Regions from separate parts of the Sus scrofa genome. Here region 2 is linked to region 1. Evidence: chromatin contacts called from public Hi-C data. All regions are on one chromosome and are shown on one strand. Each heading gives the region's core, a stretch centred on a gene start, on an enhancer-like site or on the middle of the called end of the contact. The rest is flanking DNA. Distances are from core to core; before and after follow the strand shown. Region 1 has its middle 320 kb from the start of TMEM135. Region 2 has its middle 440 kb from the start of TMEM135.

Region 1 (5,456 bases), core at 2,489-4,988:
TGAGAGGAGATAACAAATAAAATGCAGGGTGACCCACACCTGCCCAGCCCTGGTCTCATTTCCAGGATAGAGAATGGGGGTGGAGGCAGGGAAGGCAGCAGTAATCTCCATTTGGTGCAGGATCAGAGTGAACTTCCAGAGCCCTGATCAAAAACTCTTTATCAGAAATAAGAAAATCCTGGGATGTTTTTTTTTTCTAAACGCTCACTTTTGAGGAAAATTTTAAGCATCACACTTCATCCTGTCTGTCTCAGAGAGAAAACATAATGCAAGTTGACCATGACAAATAAGAATTAATGCTCCACTTCCCTCCTCTCAATTTTTGGAAAAGGAACTAGTAAGTTGACTCATAGATGCTCACTGGGCACTCACTGTGAGGTCCCTGAACTTTGCAAGGCCAGAGGGGGTGGGGAGAAAATGGTGGCAGGAGTCGGGGGGAAGAAGAGCATGGTATTAATTTATAGAACTTAACATTTGGGAGTTCTCGTCTTGGTTCAGTGGTTAACAAACCCGACTAGCATCCATGAGGATGCAGATTCAATCCCTGGTCTTGCTCAGTGGGTTAAGGATCTGGTGTTGCCGTGAGCTATGGTGTCAGTTGCAGATGCAGCTCAGATCCCACGTTGCTGTGGCTGTGGTGTAGACCAGCAGCTGTAGCTCCAGTTAGACCCTGAGCCTGGGAACCTCCATATGCCACGGGTCCGGCCCTAAAAAAAAAAAAAAAGAAAGAAAAAAAAAGAACATAACATTTTGCCATTCATCAAGCTTCTTTACTTATGTCACCTCATGTAAATCTCTCCAGTAACTCCCTGAGGTCATAGGACCAAAGCAGCTCACCAATTTATTAAAGAACTAAGAGGAGATTGAAATAAATTCATAAAATACGTGAGCTGTGAAATCGACAGATACTGTTCTGACACTTGGATGCAATTGTAACAAAACACAAAATTCAGATCACAAATGAATACGGTTGATCCTGCAAAGACTGAGATAAATTCCAAATAAAAGTAGTAAATAGGTTCCTGGATTATTTGATAATCCCATTACTGAAGAAGGAATCATATAAATGTATTGAAACACTGAAACATTTTTTTGCTGGTTGACGCATTAACCATGAAGGAATACTCCTTTCGGGAGTTCCCATTGTGGCACAGTGGAAACTAATTTGACTAATAACCATGAGGTTTCAGGTTTGATCCCTGGCCTCGCTCAGAGGGTTAAGGATCCAGCATTGTTGTGAGCAGAGGTGTAGGTCGCAGATGCAGCTTGGATCCGGCATTGCTGTGGCTGCGGCTGTGGTGTAGGCCGCAGCTATAGCTCCAATTCGACCCCTAGCCTGGTAAACCTCTGTATGCCGCGGGTGTGGCCCGGAAAAGAAAAAAAAGAATACTCATTCATTTCACAGAGTGTTTATTACAAATACTATACAAGAACACTTGAATACAACTTATATACACATAGCTTTTTAAACTCTATAGAAGTTCTTGCAAAATGACAATTCTAAACACTTACACAATATTAGTAGAACTAAAAAAAACCTCTTAATACTCTTAGCAATGAAATAAAAATTTTGATCAGCATGCAAGAGGAAGGAATATAGTATTTTTCTGTTCTCCCTGTAGACAAAGACTATACAAAATCATCATTCTATAGAAAGGTAATTGGAGAGTCTTTAGCCAAAAAGGTAAGAAAAAAGTATTATTGAGGTATGCCACATAGTTAAATAATAATATATATTAGTTTTCTAAATTATGTATTTACTTATTTATTTATTTATTTTAATGGCTGCACCTTCAGCACATGGAAAGTCCCGGGCTGGGGGTCGAATCCTAGCTGCAGCTGCTGGCCTACACCACAGCCACAGCAACGCCAGATTCAAGCCACATCTGCAGCCTACACCACAGCTTGTGGCAACACCAGATACTTCACCCACTGAACAAGCCCAGGGATGGAACCTGCAACCTCCCGCACACTCTGTTGGGTTCTTAACCCACTGAGCCACTCTAGGAACTCCTGGATTTTCTTTAATTTGTAGTTTATGGTGATTTCTTTCCTCATTGTAAATGTAAGTTTTATAACTCATTTTGTATTCACAAATTTGGGTTCTTTTTCTTAAACAGAGCCCCCAAATTGTGTAAGTTTTAGCCCCCACAAAACCTGGACCTTCCCCTGATTTATGCCCATTTCGCAGGTGAGAAAACAAACTCTGGCCAAGTCTCGCCCTTACCCTGGGTCACACTGTTAGAAAGTGACAGAGCCGGGACACAAAGCCAGTGCTTTTCCTTCCTCACGATACTGGCTCGTTCTCCCAGAGCCTGAATGCATTGGATAAACCCCTACATTTCCTCTGCGGAGGCAGAAAGAAAGCAAGATAGAGCAATTGAAAAACGCAGAGGACTCGCTCAGGTTTCTAAGAGGGATTCAGCGCGGCTTATAGCGTCCTTCCCATCCCCCTCAGGACCCTCGTCTGAACAGAATTCAGTTGACGGGCAGCACTGGCGGCCCTGTCCCAGACTCAGAGTCAAGTACATCCATGGGAGGTAAAGACTGGGCACAACAAACGTGCTCTGGGAATTCCTGCTCGCAGCTTCCTCCTGAGCACCTGCTGCCTGCCAGGCGCTCACCCCTGTACTTGTCTTTATCCACATGAACGTTTCTCCTTTTTTTTAAGGCCGAGCGGGTAGAATACTCAGAGTGGCATGTCCAGTATCACAGGGCTGGTAAGAAACAGACACAGGCTGCAAACCAGAAATCCTCCAAAGCCCTCTCCCATTCGCCAGGAGGCTGCGGAATTCAGACAGATAATCACCTTCTCAGGCCTGGAGGCAAAGCGGAGAACCATTAGTGGAAAGCGGAGAGGTGGGTAAAGAGTAAATAGTCTTCTTCTCTCTCTTCCCGTTTAAAGTCTGGGTGGAGTTCCTGCTGTGGCGCAGTGGACTGGGAATCTGACTGCAGTGGCTCAGGGTGCTGGTTTGATACCCGCCTGGGTTAAGGAGGATCTGGCGTTGTGGCCCGGGAACCTGCATATGTGCCTCAAGTGCAGCCCAAAAAAAAAAAAAAAAATTAAAAATCAAAGCCTGAGGCAAACGCAGCAGCAGCCATGGCATTCAGAGGGTTCCAGGAACCAGAGAGCAGTATGAGAGGCCTTGACCAGGAACCAGCCCACACCCGCAACCCAAGGGGGTCGTCTGAGTTGTAGCTAACGGTAAGCCCCACCTCAGTATCTGGGCAGGAGTACTAAGGGTTAAATCTGAATACAGAGCAAGAGCGCATGTGCTCAGGTCAGAAGCAGGTTGGAAAGAGGGATCAGAAGTTAAGCAGGCTGTGAAAAAGTCGCAGCCAACAGATTTCTGTCGATTTATTTTTCATAATCAGCATATTAAATATCAAGTTTCCAGAGGTAATAGGAAGCAGAAAAGTGCTTTGTTTTACAGCAAATACTGGCCATCCCTGAGCCCCTCGGGCTGATCCTGCGGCGCCTCAGCAGGAGTGTTGTACATGGGCTTTTGCTGAGTGGAATCCAATAAACATACACCCAGGGAGGTCACTTCAGGACAAGGTCATGGAATACCTTATCACTGGAGAATACCGAGGCTGGAGCCGTGGAATTTGATGCTCAGTTCATCATACAAATGGACTGCAAATTTATGCTTGTTTTTAATGTGTTTTATCTAGTTCTTAGCCATGTTTCTGTGGTCTTAGGAAAAACAAAAAAGTCCCACTGGACATGCTGGCCGGAACAGCCATGGCCTGGATTGAACCTCATGCAATAGTTTGGAGAGTGGAAGTTAGAGGTGTGAGGGAGAGAACTGACTGTGACTTCTAAGGGCTTTAATTGACATGTGGCCTCTGGAATTCAGACAAACAAGGCCTCCAGGGAGGCTCTGGCCCATTGGGGAACTGGAGAGAGGCCTGGGATCTTTCCAAGCCTAGAGGAACTTGGGCGGATCCAGAGGCAGATCCACTGGGAGCCAAGGTCAGGAGAGGAACAGCTTGTCCCCCTGACAGAGCGAAGTAGGGCCTGGCGACCTCTTTTGTTTACACAGTTCTTTCCAACTCTTGTGCACAAATTCAGAGTGACCTCTCCTCTTGACCATGAGCAGCTTGGTAGGGCAAAAGGCCTGATCCTTGGCTTCATTGCTCCAACTTCTCCTGGAAGAAAAAAAAAAAAATACCAGGTATCCTGGAGGGGTCTGGGGTTGCACAGAAAGAGCACTGGCTGTCAAATCCAAACTCCTGGTTGTGCACAATGATTTAACCCCACCACACTCTCAGATCTAATGCCTGTGCCCTTCGTGTCTTCTTCACTTTCTTTCAAGAAAGCAGTACAAATTTTCAGGGCTTTTTTTTCCCAATTCATGACACAGTGACCACAAACTACCGATGCAGTTACCACCAACTACAACAATGAAACTGACCTCGGACACTCTACAGGCTAAAATTTCTTGTAGGCAAAAATTAAGAATCCTGCATTATCTCTTCATCTCCGTGAGGAATGTGTACATTGTGTTGAGGTGACTCAAAATTCTCAGATTCTTTAAGTTGAAACATATTTAAGAAAAGGTTATATATTGATGACTGGACAAAAATGTTCTGACCAGAAGTTTGCAGGCACCTAATCCTATATTTGCCCCAAGAGCAATGGTTCAGTGTTTGCTAATTCAGGGCTCATGGCAACTTTATAGAACATGATTAGCACAAATAATAAGGATAATGAGAATCAACTCTGTGTGTGTGTGTGTGTGTGTGTGTGTGTGTGTGTGTGTGTGTGTGTGTGTTGCCAAGTGGAGGCAAAGTGTCAGCCCAAAGGGTTGATACACCAGAGGAATGTCTTGAAAGTCCTGCTACTAAGTACGTTGGACAGTAGCACTTTGTCTAGACTTCGCAGAGATCAACGAGTCAGGATAACAAGTATAATTGTCTCATGTGACCTTCCTAAGATTGATACCACATTGCGGTTGACCTACTTATGGCATTTCACTGTTACCAGAAATCAACTGATTAGGCAATTTTGAAAGTATTTTGCATCTATTTATCTCATTTTCAAGAAGCAGAAATGTCCTCATAAAACTCAATTGGTTCTTTCCAAAAGTAGGCCTAATGCCTGGCAATCTTCATACTTATATAATTTCCCAGAATACTGGATCCCCATTCTCTTTGAAATCAATAATGTAAGCCTCTAATTTTCCACCACTGCCATTCCGAATGGGCCAAAAGATGTAGAATAATTTAGTGCCCAAACAGGATATACATTCAGCATGGGAAGAACAGAGAGATTATCATTAAGTCTTTGATTAAATCACATCTTCTCTGCCTCAGGTTCATCAGCAGTAATAAGAGGATTTTTTTCAACTTTTATCTATCCCCCAAAAGTCTGAGAGTCTTTTGGGTTAGGGACTGTATTTCATTGTTCTCTGTATCTCCAGTACAAAACATAGTTTTGTCAAATAAAAACA
Region 2 (5,975 bases), core at 1,336-3,835, 120 kb before region 1:
ATTTACTTCTTCCCCATAAGCTAGTGATTTGTTCATATTAATGTAATGATAAAAAAAGAACATGTTTTAATCTACTCACTATCACGTGCTTTTTCTTTATTTCTTAAATGTAAATCAGTCTTGCTAAAAGCATTTTTAATTACCCAAGTGTATCTGACACTTCTTGAGTGCCACTAAAAATCTTTTCAGCTTCAGCCCTCATTCCAGCCACTGCTGCAACCACCTGGTTTTTTCATCCCTGGGGAACTCCCCCCTCTCCCCCCCACCCACTCCCAAGCTCACTGTACCCTACCCCTTGCTTCATCTTATCACAATCCAGAAGCAGGGGATTTAACATCACATCGGCCATCCTTGACCAGTGGAGAGAGAAGTTAATAGATAGAGGTTTCTCCTTTCTCCGTGGATGGTTTTTAGACATAATTTCTCCCACAGGATTAAGCAACCAGTCACGAGTAACAGTGGCCATTGTATTAGCTTCATTGTATTGGCTTTCTTTCTCTCTTCATTCCCTTTCTCTCTCACTTCTGCTCCTAGGATCACGCGTTTTACTCAGGCTCTGTTTTCAGGGAAACTTCTGCTAAAATAAAGATGCTTTTTAAGAACCTAACCATTGAGGAGTTCCCATCATGGCTCAGTGGTTAACAAATCCAACTAGGAACCATGAGGTTGCGGGTTCGATCCCTAGCCTTGCTCAGTGAGTTAAGGATCCAGTGTTGCTGTGAGCTGTGGTGTAGGTTGCAGACACGGCTAGGATCCTGTGTTGCTATGGCTCTGGTGTAGGCCGTTGGCTACAGCTCCAATTAGACCCCTAGCCTGCGAACCTCTAGGGCCGTGGGTGTGGCCCTAGAAATGGCAAAAAAAAAAAAAAAAAAAAAGACAAAAAGAACCTAACTATTGGGTACATGGATAGACAGTCAGTTGCAAAGCTATAACCTATTTAATGAGCCCATTCCTTTCCAATGACAAAGTTAATTTATGCATACTTTCCCACTGGAAATAAGAGGCTTAGCATTTCTATTCTGGTATCTTTCTGCACATTACTGGACATTAAATGCTTGACATTAAATTCTTTAAATATAATTTAACTGACCCGCCTCAAATCAGGGCACCTGCACATTCTGCTGGTCTCAAGCACCCACGTGATAAAATGTCCACACAGATTTTTCAAGCAAAAACAAAGGTCCATTGATGAATTTACTAGACTAGTGGATTCCAAAAATATTTGAAAATATGAAATAGGAGCTATCTCTCCCTTCATTGAGCTCATATTATGGTAAAAGAAACAGAATAGATGCATATACATGCACACATATACATGTATGATGTATTAAATACAGTACGCTTATGTGATATACAAAACAATTTTATTCTGTAGATTATGAATACAGAAATAACATCGTTCTTAGATTTCCCATCCCTTCCAAAAGAGAGCTTAGCTGTATAATTTTTGATATATTACCTAATTTCTGAGTTTCAGCATTCTGAAATGTTACAATTACCTTGAAAAAAAGTCTGTGAAAATTCAAAAAGACAATGTGTAAAAGATGTTTGCCTTTCAATATGTGGTACCTACTGTTACTGTGTTATATAATTTTCTTCACCTTCACCAATAACAGATTTTGCTATCATTAATATAAGGAGACCATGATCATTTATTCAACAAATGTTTGAGTACCTAGGTAACAGCAGGCACTGTGATAACCAATACAGCACAAGCACGAAAACAGTAATGGTACAAAGAAATGAAGTTAAGTTTTGAGTGAAGAGAGAGGTGGGAAGGACTCAAAGATTCTTTGAATAGGCTTTGGACATCAAAGAGGAAGCTGCTGTCCTAATAATGCGTTCACAGCACAGGTGGGCTCGTGGGTGTTGCAAGGCCCTAGGTGCACGGCACAGAAGAACTCAGAATTCTGATCTGAGGTCACAACTTCCAGAGGCCAGCATTTGTGAAAGAGCACTATTTCTGTCACCCCTGAGATCCATGACAATGGATCTGTTGCCTCACTGGCTTCTCCTCTCCAGCTTGTGTTGAGTTGAAATTCACTCAAGCAGAGCTCTTTAGCTGCCCTTTCCCCTCTGTTCTATTGTCTGTGTTTTGTCATCATGTCTATTCAATTAAGATTGATATCTGTACTAAGAGAATCTGAGTTCTCAGCAAGCTCCAAAGAGAAATCACTCACTGGGAACCAAAGTACTGTGGCTCCATTATGTTCTGAGGGCTAACCGCAGCTACATGATGAATTGTGTTCTCTATTTTCTTGTTGTTGTAGCTAAATATATTTCAAATGATAGTTAAGATAAGACTCCATGGAAACACATCAGTAACCAAAGCAAACAAGACTACTCCTTTCATTAACTGAGGGACAGTCCCTACATTCTTTTTCATTTTATTTTGTTCATAGTTATTGTCTCTAAGAGCAGGAAAGATTTACTTTTATTTAGGCTCATTTGAATTAACAAGATTTATTTCCACCTTATAAATTGTGTTGAATTAATCCTTTTGGACAGCACTGAAGACCAAATATTGGATGAGCCACTTAATCATGAGCCCTGTCAAGGCCCAGGACTTAGTAATGGAAAATTGTGCAAACAGTGAGGATGCCGACAGAACAGATGAGCTGTCCAGAGACACTTGAGAAATGCCTTCCTCAGGGTGTGTTTCAAACCTTTGCACACACATCAAGACAGACAAAAAGTGTGGGGTTTGGCATTATAAACTAGGAGAACGTAATTTATAGTTACAAATCCAAGTTTGAGGAGTCCTGGATCTTACACAATTTCAAGGGTCATTCTGAGTGAAAAGAATTTAAAAAATATGTAAATAGAAAATTGGGGACAAAGTTTAAACTATTTTGAATTTTGGAAAACTTTCAAGAAATTCCAGTAAATGGCAAATTTTAAAAAGCTGACAAACACCACAAACATCAGCAAATCCAGGAAAATAACGTGTTTACTATGACTGATCCCCCTCCATTATACTTTCTTTCTACATGCTTTTTCTATTTACTTACTCTTCGATTGCCTCTTCATATGACAATTTTATCGTGTTATTCTTCGTGGAAAAAAAAAAAGAACACCTTGTCTAGCATGGTTGATCAAATAATTGTTTTTCTATTATTAATGGTCATGAGTAGGCATTAGTGAGAACTGAATCCTCTATTTGCAACATTACACGTCTGATGATGGGAAGAACATTCCACAGACAAGCTTCTAGCTCCTTCCAGGAAGTCTTGCCCACACAGTTCCAGGGTCAGGCCCAGGAGGACACAGTCATACTGTGATGTGATGTCTAGCCCTGCATTTTCATGTCACAATGCCTGGCACAGGAAGCGTTAGGAATATTTGTGGGAGCCATTACTATGCCAGGATGGTTATCAATAACCAAACTATTCATTGAAGTGGCCATTTCTCATGAAAGAGCTGGTAGCGTCGCTCAGAATGCTAGTGACAAGTACTGGTCTAGATCTTCGTATGGCACCTTTGTTAGCCGCTTGTTCTTCCCTAAGTGTATATGCATTTGAAATCAGATCCTTTCAATTCTTTATTGATTTTTTTGGCCTCCTCTGTATTTCTCCAAATCCTTTCTAAGTTGAGAAACTCAGGAATGAACACAGAACCCTCCTAAATAAGTACAGTGTTCCTGCTGCTTTTAATGGAAGGACTACCGTATGGTTCTACATGCATTTCAGAGGACACATTTCTGCCAAATACAGCAGACATAGTCATCGAAAGGACATTTAGAAGTGTTTTTATTAAAAGCACACTCTTGAGATTTAAAAGGGTAAAATAAAAGAGAAAGAAAGATATGATTCTTAAAGAGAATATAACATTTGCCTACAAACTTGGCTGATGAAAATTCTTGAATGATTAAGCATAAGTTAGGGATTCTGCATTTAAACTGTAGTGTAGGATCTTGGAGTTTTAAGGAAAACATAGCTGAAACCACTATTCTTCAAACTATCGGATAATTACATGACTTACTTTTCTTCCTTTTCTCAAATTTTTGAATGGTTTTATAACCTTGAACAGTGCCAGATTTGGAAGCAGGGACAAATTTAACACGGAGAATTCCTTAATGTCATTACTTCTCCAAACAAGCTTAGTGAGAAATGAAGAGAGAAAAGACATTTCTTACTTGCAAGCAAAGCAAAAGAAGACTTGTTACAGATTCCATGCATTAGTGAGCAGTCCATTACCCCATTTTGCTAAGAATCAAATCAAAAAGGACATCTGTGCTCAGTAATTCCTCTTTCTTTTGTACCGACAAACTGCCCCCAGCGGTGGAAGAACTGCAGTGCCATAAAGAATCCCTTTGGCTTCAAACAGACCATTATCATGAAGGTCAGGTCTATATACTACCAAAAACAATGCAAAAAAAAGAAAAAAAAAATCAACTAGGTACAGTTGATCTTCTGTTAAAATGGATAGGAAGTCTCCATTTGATTGAATTTTCCAAATAAGTGAAGGGTAAATATGGCACTCTTATATCTATATCTTATATCTTGTATCTTATCATATGGGCCTTGTTGTGGGCCCATGCTTCTCAATGTTTTTTAATCTATGTACTTGCTTGCTGAACATAAAAAACGCTTCCCCTTCCCTGCATGTGTCCAGAGGCCTTGCTCTTATCCTCTAATTGAATCCCTGAGAGACAGAGGAATGTTTATTTTTTTATATGAAAAACATTTCTTTCAGCTTTTCTGTTGTAGTTTATAATAAAAATAATGGCTTTTTGTGGTCTCTCAATTTTAAAATTTATGTAATACTAAGTACATATTTTCATAACCCTCTGGGAGAGTGTGATGTGCTCTGTAGCCCTGTTTCCCCTCCCCACCCACAAGTGAGAAACGCTTTTCCAAGACTAATAATTCCAATTTTCTGCTTTAGTAAATAGGATGGAGAGAACATAATTGAATTCTCATTTTGCATTTAGGATCTAATAGTGCCTCAGGCTCTGGATGATAAACTTGAATCTTCACTCTACAGCACAGATTTACAAAATAGGTAAGCTTGATTGGAAGGGGTACTATAAAACCAGAAGACAATGCAAGGTGCCCTTGCTATGTTTTTTAAAAGGTCTCAGTGACCATGATCATGGTTCAGAAATTAAATTTGAAAATATTTTGGCTACATAATACTGTCCATCTTTGGTGATTTTTTTTCCCCTTCAAAGCATCTTCTGTCATTTATGAAGACAAAAGCTAATCTCTTTTTTATCCATTGGCTTGGAACCCTCCTATGTTTACAGATATGTGACAGTTTTCTCACACTGGAATTTGCTCAGGCTCTGGATATTAACTGCCATAATTCTTCTCACATGCTCCTGGCAATTAATTCCTCATGCAATATGCATAGTTTAGTGCCCTTTTACTGCATGACCTCCACTCTCACATTTCCCCAGGCTAATACCAGGCTAACACCTGGATTCTGCCTTCCAATTTTAAGAGATATTGAGCTCAGAGAACAAAAATAGAACAGGCTTGAAGTATCTCATTTTCTTTCCACCTTTTCACAGTCGCTTTGAGTTTCACCTTGAAATTAATTAAGAGAGGACAGTAAGGTGAAATTGAACTATTTCATCTTAGTGGTACCCTTCTTCCCTTTTTAGTTGACTCCTAAAATGTCAAGATTTCAGACATATTTAAACAGGAATTAAGGGACCATAGCTTGTTACAGATTCTCTTGGTCTTGAACAGATGGGTCCCCCTCCTCAGTTTTTTTGCTCCTTAGTATATGAAAGTATTGTTATGGTGTAAAATGGCCAAAGGGTGAAATAGATTTTTTAAAATATTCATGAGATATGGAAGTATGGTTGACTCTGGTTGAATAATGGAAGAGAGGTTTTGGATAGGGAATAAGTGAGAGACACAATGGATCCTGTACCCCACAAAGAGGCTTGATATCATTACAGAACAGGGGATAATAGTGAGTAAAATCCTGGTGCCTGCAGAGGGATCAGGAAACTAAGAAGGTTC

What was found. A called contact is a pair of places that touch in the nucleus more often than the background predicts.
Region 2: a contact with region 1 is called in a Hi-C map of retroperitoneal adipose tissue, with 2.1 times the contacts expected there. The contact joins two enhancer-like sites. A contact is called at or near these places in 9 of 47 Hi-C or Micro-C datasets (heart right ventricle, mesenteric adipose tissue, omental adipose tissue and 4 more) and 1 of 2 datasets of contacts at active chromatin or transcription factors (skeletal muscle).

Annotation. Positions count from the first base shown.
Region 1 is chr9:21,062,378-21,067,833 of Sscrofa11.1, reverse strand. No RefSeq gene overlaps it. Among named protein-coding and RNA genes, the nearest start is that of TMEM135, 320 kb to the right of the region's middle. Within about 2 kb of position 3,738, at least 12 of the 83 cell types and tissues checked have an H3K27ac peak or open chromatin away from gene starts, as enhancers often do. A contact at or near this core is called in omental adipose tissue and retroperitoneal adipose tissue, where this site is marked.
Region 2 is chr9:21,181,576-21,187,550 of Sscrofa11.1, reverse strand. No RefSeq gene overlaps it. Among named protein-coding and RNA genes, the nearest start is that of TMEM135, 440 kb to the right of the region's middle. Within about 2 kb of position 2,585, at least 17 of the 83 cell types and tissues checked have an H3K27ac peak or open chromatin away from gene starts, as enhancers often do. A contact at or near this core is called in omental adipose tissue and retroperitoneal adipose tissue, where this site is marked.